Linked DNA regions of Mus musculus: all the other regions are linked to region 1. A link is a contact called in public promoter capture Hi-C data. All regions are on one chromosome and are shown on one strand. The core of a region is the stretch at or near the end of the contact, and the rest is flanking DNA. Distances in the headings are between cores, read along the strand shown. Region 1 holds the start of Rab17 (RAB17, member RAS oncogene family). Region 2 holds the start of 4933400F21Rik (RIKEN cDNA 4933400F21 gene). Region 3 holds the start of Rnpepl1 (arginyl aminopeptidase (aminopeptidase B)-like 1).

Region 1 (3,363 bases), core at 41-2,540:
TGAGCAAATACTGGGTTGTTTGCCCCTCTAGAGGGAGACAGTTACAGTGGGATTGTATCTCACTGGTGAGGCAGCCAGCCTCACAGACCAAACGGCTTCTAGAGTCTCACTCTTTCAGTGGGATTCAGCGTTTGTTACTGTTTTTATGTAAGTTGACTTAATACATTCGGCACATATAAAGCTCTTTCCATTGCTCCTTGTGCATGTGTTGCAAGGGCAGGTCCAGCCACCCACAAGTCTGTCTTCAGGGTACTGAATCGAGATTAGAGTTTAAATAGAGGGCCAAGGATAAGCACCTCTATTCTGATCAGTCTCAGACAACGTGTGGTCCCGCCCACCACGGATCCGTCATTATAACAACATGAGAACTTCAGTCTCATTGTAAGGTAGTCCGACAAGCTGTTAGAAATGCATGCAATCTCTTCCCAGGCAGTGTACTCCCCAGTACAAGATTGCTAGGAGAATGCCCACTCCTTTGGGCTCGCTGTTTCAACAGTCTGATGTTCAACAGTCGAACTGAGCTACCTGTTACCCTGCAGCTCTGAGACTTGACCTCTCCTTACAGCTCCCGAGCTGTTGTCTGTCTGTCCATGGGGTTAATAACTCTTTATAAACCCCTTTGATAACCCCCCCCCCCCGCAACAACCCATCTCAGTGTCCCCTTGAACTCCGGAGACCTTTGTACCAGTACCATTTCCAGTGTAAACCGAAAAGGCCACGCCCACACATCTCTACCCACTACAAGGAGGATAGAAGCGGTGCTGGGTGCCACACCTTGGATGCCAATCTAGGCACAGGGAATCAGGGTCCTGTTCAGAAACAGAATGAGGTTCTTGGTCTTCAAGGCTGTGGGGGCACCCAGACGTGTGGACAGGGTGTGCGTCCTGGAGGACAGGGTGACAAGAAGAAGGCCAGTGGCCTCTGCAGAGAAACAGGTTCTTCAGGGTGCATTGGAAAGCCTCTTGGGAATCCACGACAGCTGCCCCCTCCCCCACTTAAACGGTGCTGAGTTCCCCATTGGGAACACAAGCTGGTAATCCAGGTGAGTTGTGAGCACAGAGAGAACACGCGATTGCCTGGGACTTGTGGCTGAGCACAGGAGAACTGATTTCCATCTTTCTTCAGCCTAGAGTTTCTCCTTCTGGGGATCCTCCAGCCCTGCCCAGGCAATTACCTGCTCCAAGGCACACCCATCCCAGGCTCTGGCCCCGGCCCTGCCCATCTGGCATGCGGCCTCAAACTGGAGATGTTTACATAAATTAAGAAGTGAGCTCGCTCGCTCCTGTAACAGAAGAGCTGTTCTCTAAGTCTGTGATGCTTTCTGGTACAGGTGAGACCTGGAAAGGGCTGAAATTCAGGGCTGCAGCTCGGTGAGGAGGCAGAGAGCCACCAAGTGTGACTTCTAGCTTACTCTGACCCAGCTGATCACATGATCATGTGGGGACTTTGCACCGGAGTTTACAGGAAGAGTCCTGCCGGCTGGGGCCTTGGTGGGAGCAGGGGGCCTGCTCACTTCATTTGCTCGGCTGCTGGTAGTCAGTGTGCACTGCTCTGCCCACCCCGCCCCTGGCAGGACCCTGACGAGTCATACAGCACCCAGGGGAAGCACAGCCAGGGGAAGAGAGGGGTGCCTGCGGCCCTGTGGGATGGTGGTCTGTAGCACTCTTCTAAAGTGAACAGGTGAGTCCTTTTTAGATTGTGTTGTGCTGCGTGTGTGTGTGTGTGTGTGTGTGTGTGTGTGTGTGTGTGTGTGCTGTGAGCATGTGTGAGTGTGTGTGTATGTGTGTGTGTGTGTATGTGTGTGTGTGCTGTGAGCATGTGTGTGTGTGTGTGTGTCTGCTGTGAGTGTGTGTGCATACAGATGTGTGTCCCTGTGTTCTCAGGACCTGAATCAGAGGCGAATCTGAAACAGTAGACGCCTTGAGTTTGTTCAGCACCTATAGTGTTCTTGTTTGGGTCACATTGAATTTTCCTTGCAGAAAGTTCCAGTTAAGGGTTTTGAACATAAAAGGCGAGTGTGAGTGAGTGGGTGCCTTGTAAGGAAGCCTTTTCAGATGGCTGCAGAGGCTCCAGCAATAGCAGAGAGCTTGGCAGACTCTTCCAAAAACTCTCTTCTGCAGCTTGCTGTCAAATGCCATGTTGTTCTGAAGTTCGGTGTCTGGAATGGACAGCTTGGAGGATCTGGGTGAAGAGGAAGGGGTGCAGCTTCCTGGGGTTTCCTCCTTCCCTGAATGTGTTTTCTTAGGTGGAAGAGAGGCAGGCTTGTGACTGCTGAAGAAGGACCCAGTCAGGATGGGAAGAGACTCCCAATTGCAACCACTGCCTTCAGAAAGATCCAAATTCTAGAAGAGGGGGCAGGTACCACATCTCCAACTTTCCCTCCAAGTCGAGGCTTCTGCCTGGCTGCTATTGGAAACTTGCAACACACAGTCACTCAGAAAGCAACACGAGCACATCTGCCGTGGTCTTATCTATTACAGAGAAAAATAATTAATAGCAGGAAAAAAATTCAGTGATAGGGGAATGAACTATCAAAGCGAGATAATTGTAGAAATCTGACGCAGGCACGTGGACACTGTGTTTGATGCTATGACCATTAGGGCAGAGTGTGAGATTACATCAAAGCTGAGGTATTGTTGTTGTTATTGTTGCTGCTGTTTTGTTGTTATTAGAGATAGGGTCTTACTCTGTAGCCCAGAAAGGCTTGAAACTTGTGGCAGCCCCCTGCTTAAGCATCCCAAGTGCTGGGATTATAGGCTTACAACAACTATTGGTGTTGTTTTGGAGGTGCAAAGGCAGAGTTCCCCTGTACCACCCCTGAGGCATATCCTGCCACCATCAGTGCTGGGCCGAGCTGGTGCCTCCCGGGGTCCTAACAAGCATAAAAACCCATCATGTTTCAGCCCCGAATTTCACGTCTTTGCCTTGGAAAGCTGCTGGGCCTTTGGTGATGATGCCCAGGCCCTCAGACTTCCTGCTCAGCTTTGGCAGATATCTTTGTTTGGGAGCAGGTGGGCTCAGAGAACTTACCCACTCTGTTCTTCTCTGGAGGGCCCTGGCAGCTGCACTCTTGACAGCTTTGTTTGTGCCATGTATGGGTTGGCCCCAGGGTGACCCGTGAAGGTCCTTCAGTGCCTGCCAACAGCCCTGCCTCCCTTTCTGAAAGCACACCAGGCACGTTTCCAACATGCGTCAGGGTGTGACTGGCATGGGAGCCCCAGGGGCAGAAGACACATAGATCCAGTTAGAATCTGTGGAGCCGCTTCCGGGTTCATTCAGGAGATAGTGAGCACCTGCTGTTCCCTCGCTGGCTTCAGTGACTACGGCAAGCTCACCAAAGGCAATCCAGCTTCAGGGTGGTCG
Region 2 (3,277 bases), core at 305-2,804, 1.3 Mb after region 1:
TGCACCAGGCTTGCTTTGACCTGGGGAGGGACAGTGCCACTGTGGACAAACACAAGAGACTCTCGGAGATTACCACAGAGCAAAGAAAGCCTCAGCACGGTAAATACTTAAGTGGCCCTTTAAATATGACAGACTTACTGATAAGTACACTGAGAATCAAGGGCAGCCATGATGATTTTGGGTTAGCCCACCTACTGTCATGGGGACTCCTATATAGAGGCAAGTTCTTCCACATCTATATCTTCAGTGGTCCCAATCCATCTGTCTTCATGTTCTTTCTCTGTTTTAATCCCAATAGCCCTCCACTGGACCCTGTAGATGCCCCCCCCCAACCTGCAACAGCTCAAATCAAAGCATTCAGGTCTATTCTAGAATAAACATGGTGCATGCTCAATAGAAATGGCACCTTGGGAGCTTGTTCCTAGAGTTTGCAGCAGGAGTGACAGTTATTGGTAAGTCTTTGTCCAAGAAGGGTCTTCTAATATGGAGGAAGATTTTCTCTTCAATCAAGGATGCTGTCTGGGGAAGAAAACACACACAGTGTGCAAGGAACAGGGAGACACCCACCTAGATGGCCAGATAGACAAACTGACCCTGTCCATCAATGAGGTGACAGACATTGTAGTCACAGAGCCTTCACATCCAGATCACTAGTCTGAATGCTTTTGGTATTTTTTCCTGGGCTAGGGATGAGGTTTCACGTATCTTGGGACAATGGGCGATACCAGTGAGTACAGCCCCCCATCAGACCCACGATCACAACAGCAGCAGCCACCCCCAATCTGTTGTGTACCCTTGGGCTAGAGCCATTAAGTGCATTTCTGACTCACAGTATTTTCAATATACAATTGCCATCAAAGTTCAGTGCATAGGAGGGAGTCCCTATGTTCTTATTCTTGAGCTTGACTAAAGTGCCATGGAGCCTCCATTCGGAGGACACATTTGCCCTTGCAGACTGGGGTGACATTGTTGTCCACCATACTCAAGGCAGCAAAAGACAAGCTTCAACAGAGGGCATATGCTCCAGTTATCTGCAGAAATGACTGACGTGCCTCACTACCAAGACAAGGGCAGCTGGGCTGATTCTGTTGATTCCAGTAACTACCACAGCACAGGCTCTGCCTGCAGCCCATCATGGAACAAACAAGAATTTCAGTCATTGGAAAAGTCCTGGTGGCACGCCACCTCCAACCACCCAGAGTCTGGCTGTAGAAAAGAAGGCTACAGGAACGTTAGAAGACTTGGTCTCTGATTAGCCCCTGTGCCAGGCAGGAAGGCACAGTGGTCCTTAACACTGAGAATCAAAAATCTTGTGGGGAGGTGGACTTGAGGGTGGGGTCTGGGTCTAGAAGATGTGTCCCAAGGGGGTAGGACCCTTTGATCGTCTCAGACTGTAAAGCAGTGTCTCAGGTCTGTGGGATCTAGGAACACCAGAGGTAGCAGAAGTCAAACCCCCACACCCCCCACCGACAAAGCCCATCTTAGAATGTAGCGTATGCACTGTCTCCTTGGACACCTCTCTCTAAGCATTTTCTGCAAACCTTCTAGAACACAAACAACATGGGCTTCCCACTGAAAGCTTTAGGGCTACAGCACTGCCAATCCCAAGCTCTGTGGCTCTGAGAGTGCAGTCAATCTTCACTTCTTAAAGATGGCTATGAGGACAGACTCCCCCGTCCTAGGTTAAGCCTGGGGTCTGCTCTGGGAGCTCTGGATAGACCAGTGACAGGAGGATTACTACTGGATTCCTGACCTCAAGGTCTGCATACCGTGGTTGGGGTGGGGGTGGAGGTAAGGGTGGGGGTGGGGGACGGGGGTGGGGCTGGCATGGCATGGCCCTGGAACATGTCAGCAACACAGGTCAGCTACTTTGCTGTTCTGGGAACTCAGTCGCTGCCAGTGCCCAAGAAACACCCATTTCCCAGAAACCTGAGAACAACTAGCAAATACCCATCACAGGAATCTAAAGGTCAAGATCACTACCAACATTCTTCCTCCTTCCAAGGATCTGTAATAATTCTATCAGACCACCTTTCTGTACAAAAGCACCATTTCAGCAGGTTGTTTAGCAGTCTCAGTAAGCCCTCTAGAAAGTTCACTGCCACATAGAAACCTGCCGGGCTTACCTTCCTGGACCATGAGAAGCTTCCATCAGCAGATAAACCTTTGTGATAAACCTTGAAGTAGAGCTTAGGGCACAAGACATAATTCAGGACGATACTTGCCATGTATATTTCAGAGCACATGTAGGCTGGAGTCCATGTCCATGTCCCCTCTCCTCCCTTCAGGAACCATGTACGGCAAAGTAATATATGACAAAGTACCTCACACATGAAGAACTTTCAAAAGTCATTGATAAGGTTCATTAATGTATCAAAATGTCACCTAGTCATTGTGAGCCATTAAAAATTATTAGTACAAGTATTAGGAAAAATACTCATTAGAGTGCAGAAATATGCAGAGAAATACCAAGTATATACAGCCATCACCTTGGAGGTGCCCTGCCAGTCCTTGTCTCCTGTGTCAGACCTTCAGCCTAAACCCCGAATCCCAGCATGCACGTGATGATGGGTCTTGGTGGAGAACCAGATTCACGGAAACCCCTGAAAAAATAGTTAGCAATTCCAGGGGAAATACTAGAAATTATCTTCAAACATGAGATGCTTACAGAAGGCAAAAGCCCTATTTGTAACATCTCATGTTTACAACCGTGTCGTCCCAATCTGAAAACCCATGCATTTCCTCTCCTCTGCACTGGGAAGCTGTGCAAGCCATGATCATCAGAAGCCCAGGGCTGTACATGTCCCTTGCTTCTTGCATCCCTCAAGGCCAAGTGGGACTTCCTGCCGAACTCTCTTATTAAGTGGAGAGCCTTCTACGTTATCTGAAAACTGAAGGCAGTTGACCTAATAATGTATAGGAGCCAGCAGAACCAGGCAGTAAGATAATAAAGCCATCGCTTTGGTAGATGCTGGCCAAATCCTGACCTTTTATGCTCTGGTGCAACAAAAGGGTGAACTTAGGTAACTGCGCAGGAATTTCTGCTAAGGGCAGCATAGTTAGGCCTGTGGGCAAACAGTGATGAGAACGTTTAAGGGTGTGTGGAAACAGACAATAAGGATGGAGCTAAACACTAAACACAAGATGAAGAGCACCCCTTTCTTTCATGACGGACAACAAAATTCTAGCACCTCTGAGTAGCAGAGGCTGTATACTGTAGGACCTCCAGAGGCCGCATGTCAGTGAGGAACGTTCCAGCAGCCTGGGGTTTCTCATC
Region 3 (3,031 bases), core at 346-2,845, 1.9 Mb before region 1:
CCCAGTCAAGACTCCTGAGAAGAGTGCAGGAAGCCCACAGATGTGAATCCCATCTGGTCTTTTTCTGCCCAGATGTCAACTTGTCCCTTTGTGGCTCCTGGCCTGTTCCTTTGGGCTCCCCAGGTGGGGGCAGATGAACCTTCCAAGGGCCCTGCAGAGCTGCTGCCTGTGCTCTGTGTATCCATGGTAGATGTCACATGAGCACTCTCTCCTACCTGGGGAGCTGGAGGGAGGAACCGTGCTTCAGGAGTCAAAGGTCCTGTTCCATTCTGCAACCCCATTGGCCCTGTGCTACCCCAACACTAGCTTTACATCCTTTGCTTTTTCCATCGGGACCTGTGGGATGGTGGGTGCTCTGTGCGGAAAGCCTGAGCAGAGCCCTGTGTGTCTATTAGGAGGTGGAGCACACCTGCCCCAGCATGTCACAATACAGTGTAGGGAGCCCAAAGCCACGCCTCACAGCTCACAAGGCCTTGTCTGTCACCCACTGTCCCTCGTTCCACCTCCAGAGAACAGACCCGGGTGTCCTCAAGCCCTGTGAAGGTGCAGGTCACAGGGTGGCCCTTCTGTATCAGGCGCTCTCAGAACACCCCTCAATGCTGGGCTCTTACAGCTGACTTAGCAGAGCCCCACCAGAAGCTGCTCTTGTACCCAGATACTGGTACAAGACGGGAAGTTGTCGTTCTCCCCTTCCCCTGAGAAACACACTGTTGAGTATCTCCACTGTCCACCGGGCCTGGACCTGGGGCTCTACTCGAAGAACTTGTAGGCAATATGCCACCTAGGGCAGACAGACTCTTGGTCCAGGCTGCCCCTCGCCCTCTGCAGGTGTCCCAGGGGCAGGGTGCAGCTGGCCCAGCAGTGAAATGAACGAGGGGTGCCTTCAAAACCCCGCTGACCGCCCACAATCCAGAAGCCCACCCGGGCGGGACTCACGGCCGGGGCGTCGGTCGAGGTGTAGCGTAGGATGACCTGGAAGGGCTGGTGCGCCTGCACCTCGGGAGGCAGTGTGACGGTCAGAGAGGAGCCATAGTCGGTGAACGGGTCCAGCCTGAAGGCCAGCGGGCAGCTGGCAGACTCCGCTCCAGGCGCATCGGCGAAGCCGGGCAGCGGGGGCCCCGACCCCGGGGCAGGGAAGGCGAAGGTGCACGGCGACTCGGAGACGGCGGAGGCGCGGCGAAACGAGACCGAGTGTAGGCGCAAGGCCGGGTGCGCGTCGAGCACGAGCGCGCGGGGCGCGGGCCGCAGCGCGCACAGTTCCAGCACCAGGCAGCCGGCCAGCTCACGCGCCTCGGGCCGCAGCTCCAGGCCCAGCTGCAGGTGGCGGAGGCGGAAGAGCTGCGCGCTGGAGGCCGAGGCCACGTCCAGGGCGGGCGGCGGCTCCGGCGGCGGGCGGGCGGGCGCGGCTTCGGCGCCGGGCGCCTTGCGGCAGCAGCACTGCGCCGCCATGACCACCGGCGCTAGGTGAAATCCATGGGCGGCGGCCACTGTAGGCCGCGGTCAGTGGGCGAGGGGCCCGGGCGGCGGTGGCGGTGGCGGTGGCGGTGGTGGTGGCGGCGGCGGCGGCGGCGGTGGCGGCCGGGCGCGGGCACAACAGGAAGTCGCGCCGGGAGCCGCCCGGCCCGTCCCCGCGCCGTGCGCCGCCCCGCTCAGGCTGGGCTCGGCAGCCACCGGGGGCGCTGTGTGCGGCCCCGGGCCTGTGCACCGAGACGCGGCGCGAGCGGCGGAGCAGAACGCGAGGCAGGACGCTGGGGAAGGCTGGGCATCTTCAGCCTGCGCGCTGCAACTATGGCTTGCGGGGTAGTCTTGGAGGCGGGACCGTCGCTTTCGCAGGGACGCAGGTGACACCTCTTCCAGTCGGTCCTCAGACTCCGGGAATGATTCTTGTGGTTACCCTGATGCGATTCCGCCAGAGTCCTCCAATTGGCCTGGGCAGTAGCCATCGGGTGCAAAGCGGCTTGGGAAAATGCACGGCTGTCAAGTACATAGTCCATAAAGGTGTGACTATTTAGATTCAAATTAGGCATAAAGAGAAGCTGTCAGTAGCACTGGCCGTGTTTTAGGATCGACTTTTTGTTGTTGTTGAGGTGTGTGTGGAGTGAAGACACACTGATGAACGCAGTTCTGCCTTGAGGCTCCTATGTAAGGGCTACAGAGCTGCAGGGGCATTTTAGGCTAGCACAACAAAACCGTTCAAAGGTTGAGCTGTCCAATACCAGTACCAATACAAGGTGTGGACAGAGGTGATCTGCTGTCTATCGGTAGGAGGAGGGACAGATTTTGAGGGAGAGGAACTTTTAAAACTGGGGGAATATTCTGGAGAGACACATTCTGTCTCCTACTCTGATAGTGTGGGTGAAGTGTCACTTCTGGGGAGTGCCCAGCTGTCTGGATTCAGTCTCCCCAAATGCAAGTCAAGTGAACCAGCCCTCTTTCCACAGGTGAGAGGTACGGCTAAGTCTCCATGCGCCCTCTTAGCTGGCAGTACCTGGGATCACTCCTGGAGCCCTCATTTCAGATTCTGCAGGAACTCCAGGGCTCATGTTGTCATTCAGAGGCAAGGACAAGAGGGAGGAAGACCGGGCTCAATGGAAACCCCTCAGAATTCCAGCACTTGGGAGGCGGAGACAAAAGCATCAATAGTTCCCAGTCATCCTTGGCTGTATACGGAGTGGGTGCAGCCAGCTGGGTTAAAAAGAGTAAAGGGACCCAGAGTTAAGGTTATCACTACTTTCAGGTGTCCAGTGGCCTGTCCACAAGATTATCTACGAAGGGATTCTCAGATTCTCAACTCAATTGGACTGTCCTGTTGGCCTGGGTTTCTTTTGTCCAAATGATGTAGATTGTAGGGGTCCCCCAGCCCAGTCTCAAGTTGTACCCCCAGAGGTTGGGGGTCTTATCATTTCTGTCTTGGTGATACTTCCTTCTGGAAACAGAAGTTGTTATATGAGACAGCCTTGGCCCAGCTATTCCACTTCTACAGACGGACTGGGTGTGCTGCCACCCCATATTTTTATAAGGAGCCAACACG

Evidence for each region. Promoter capture Hi-C pulls out the DNA fragments that hold promoters and counts their contacts.
Region 2: a promoter capture Hi-C map of hippocampal neurons shows a contact between it and region 1, with 6 times the contacts expected there. The contact joins the promoter of 4933400F21Rik here to the promoter of Rab17 in region 1.
Region 3: a promoter capture Hi-C map of liver shows a contact between it and region 1, with 4 times the contacts expected there. The contact joins the promoter of Rnpepl1 here to the promoter of Rab17 in region 1.

What each region holds. Positions count from the first base shown.
Region 1 is chr1:90,967,547-90,970,909 of GRCm38.p6, reverse strand. Rab17 (RAB17, member RAS oncogene family) reads left to right here and starts at 1,290. Exons shown (of 6, transcript NM_008998.4): 1 at 1,290-1,680.
Region 2 is chr1:89,682,169-89,685,445 of GRCm38.p6, reverse strand. It overlaps 4933400F21Rik (RIKEN cDNA 4933400F21 gene), which reads left to right and starts at 1,554. Exons shown (of 4, transcript NR_015540.1): 1 at 1,554-1,759. The region is part of intron 9 of Agap1 (ArfGAP with GTPase domain, ankyrin repeat and PH domain 1); the gene reads right to left.
Region 3 is chr1:92,909,389-92,912,419 of GRCm38.p6, reverse strand. Rnpepl1 (arginyl aminopeptidase (aminopeptidase B)-like 1) reads right to left here and starts at 1,595. Exons shown (of 11, transcript NM_181405.4): 1 at 937-1,595. The coding sequence starts at 1,449. 5033417F24Rik (RIKEN cDNA 5033417F24 gene) reads left to right here and starts at 1,656. Exons shown (of 2, transcript NR_138578.1): 1 at 1,656-1,841; 2 at 2,442-3,031.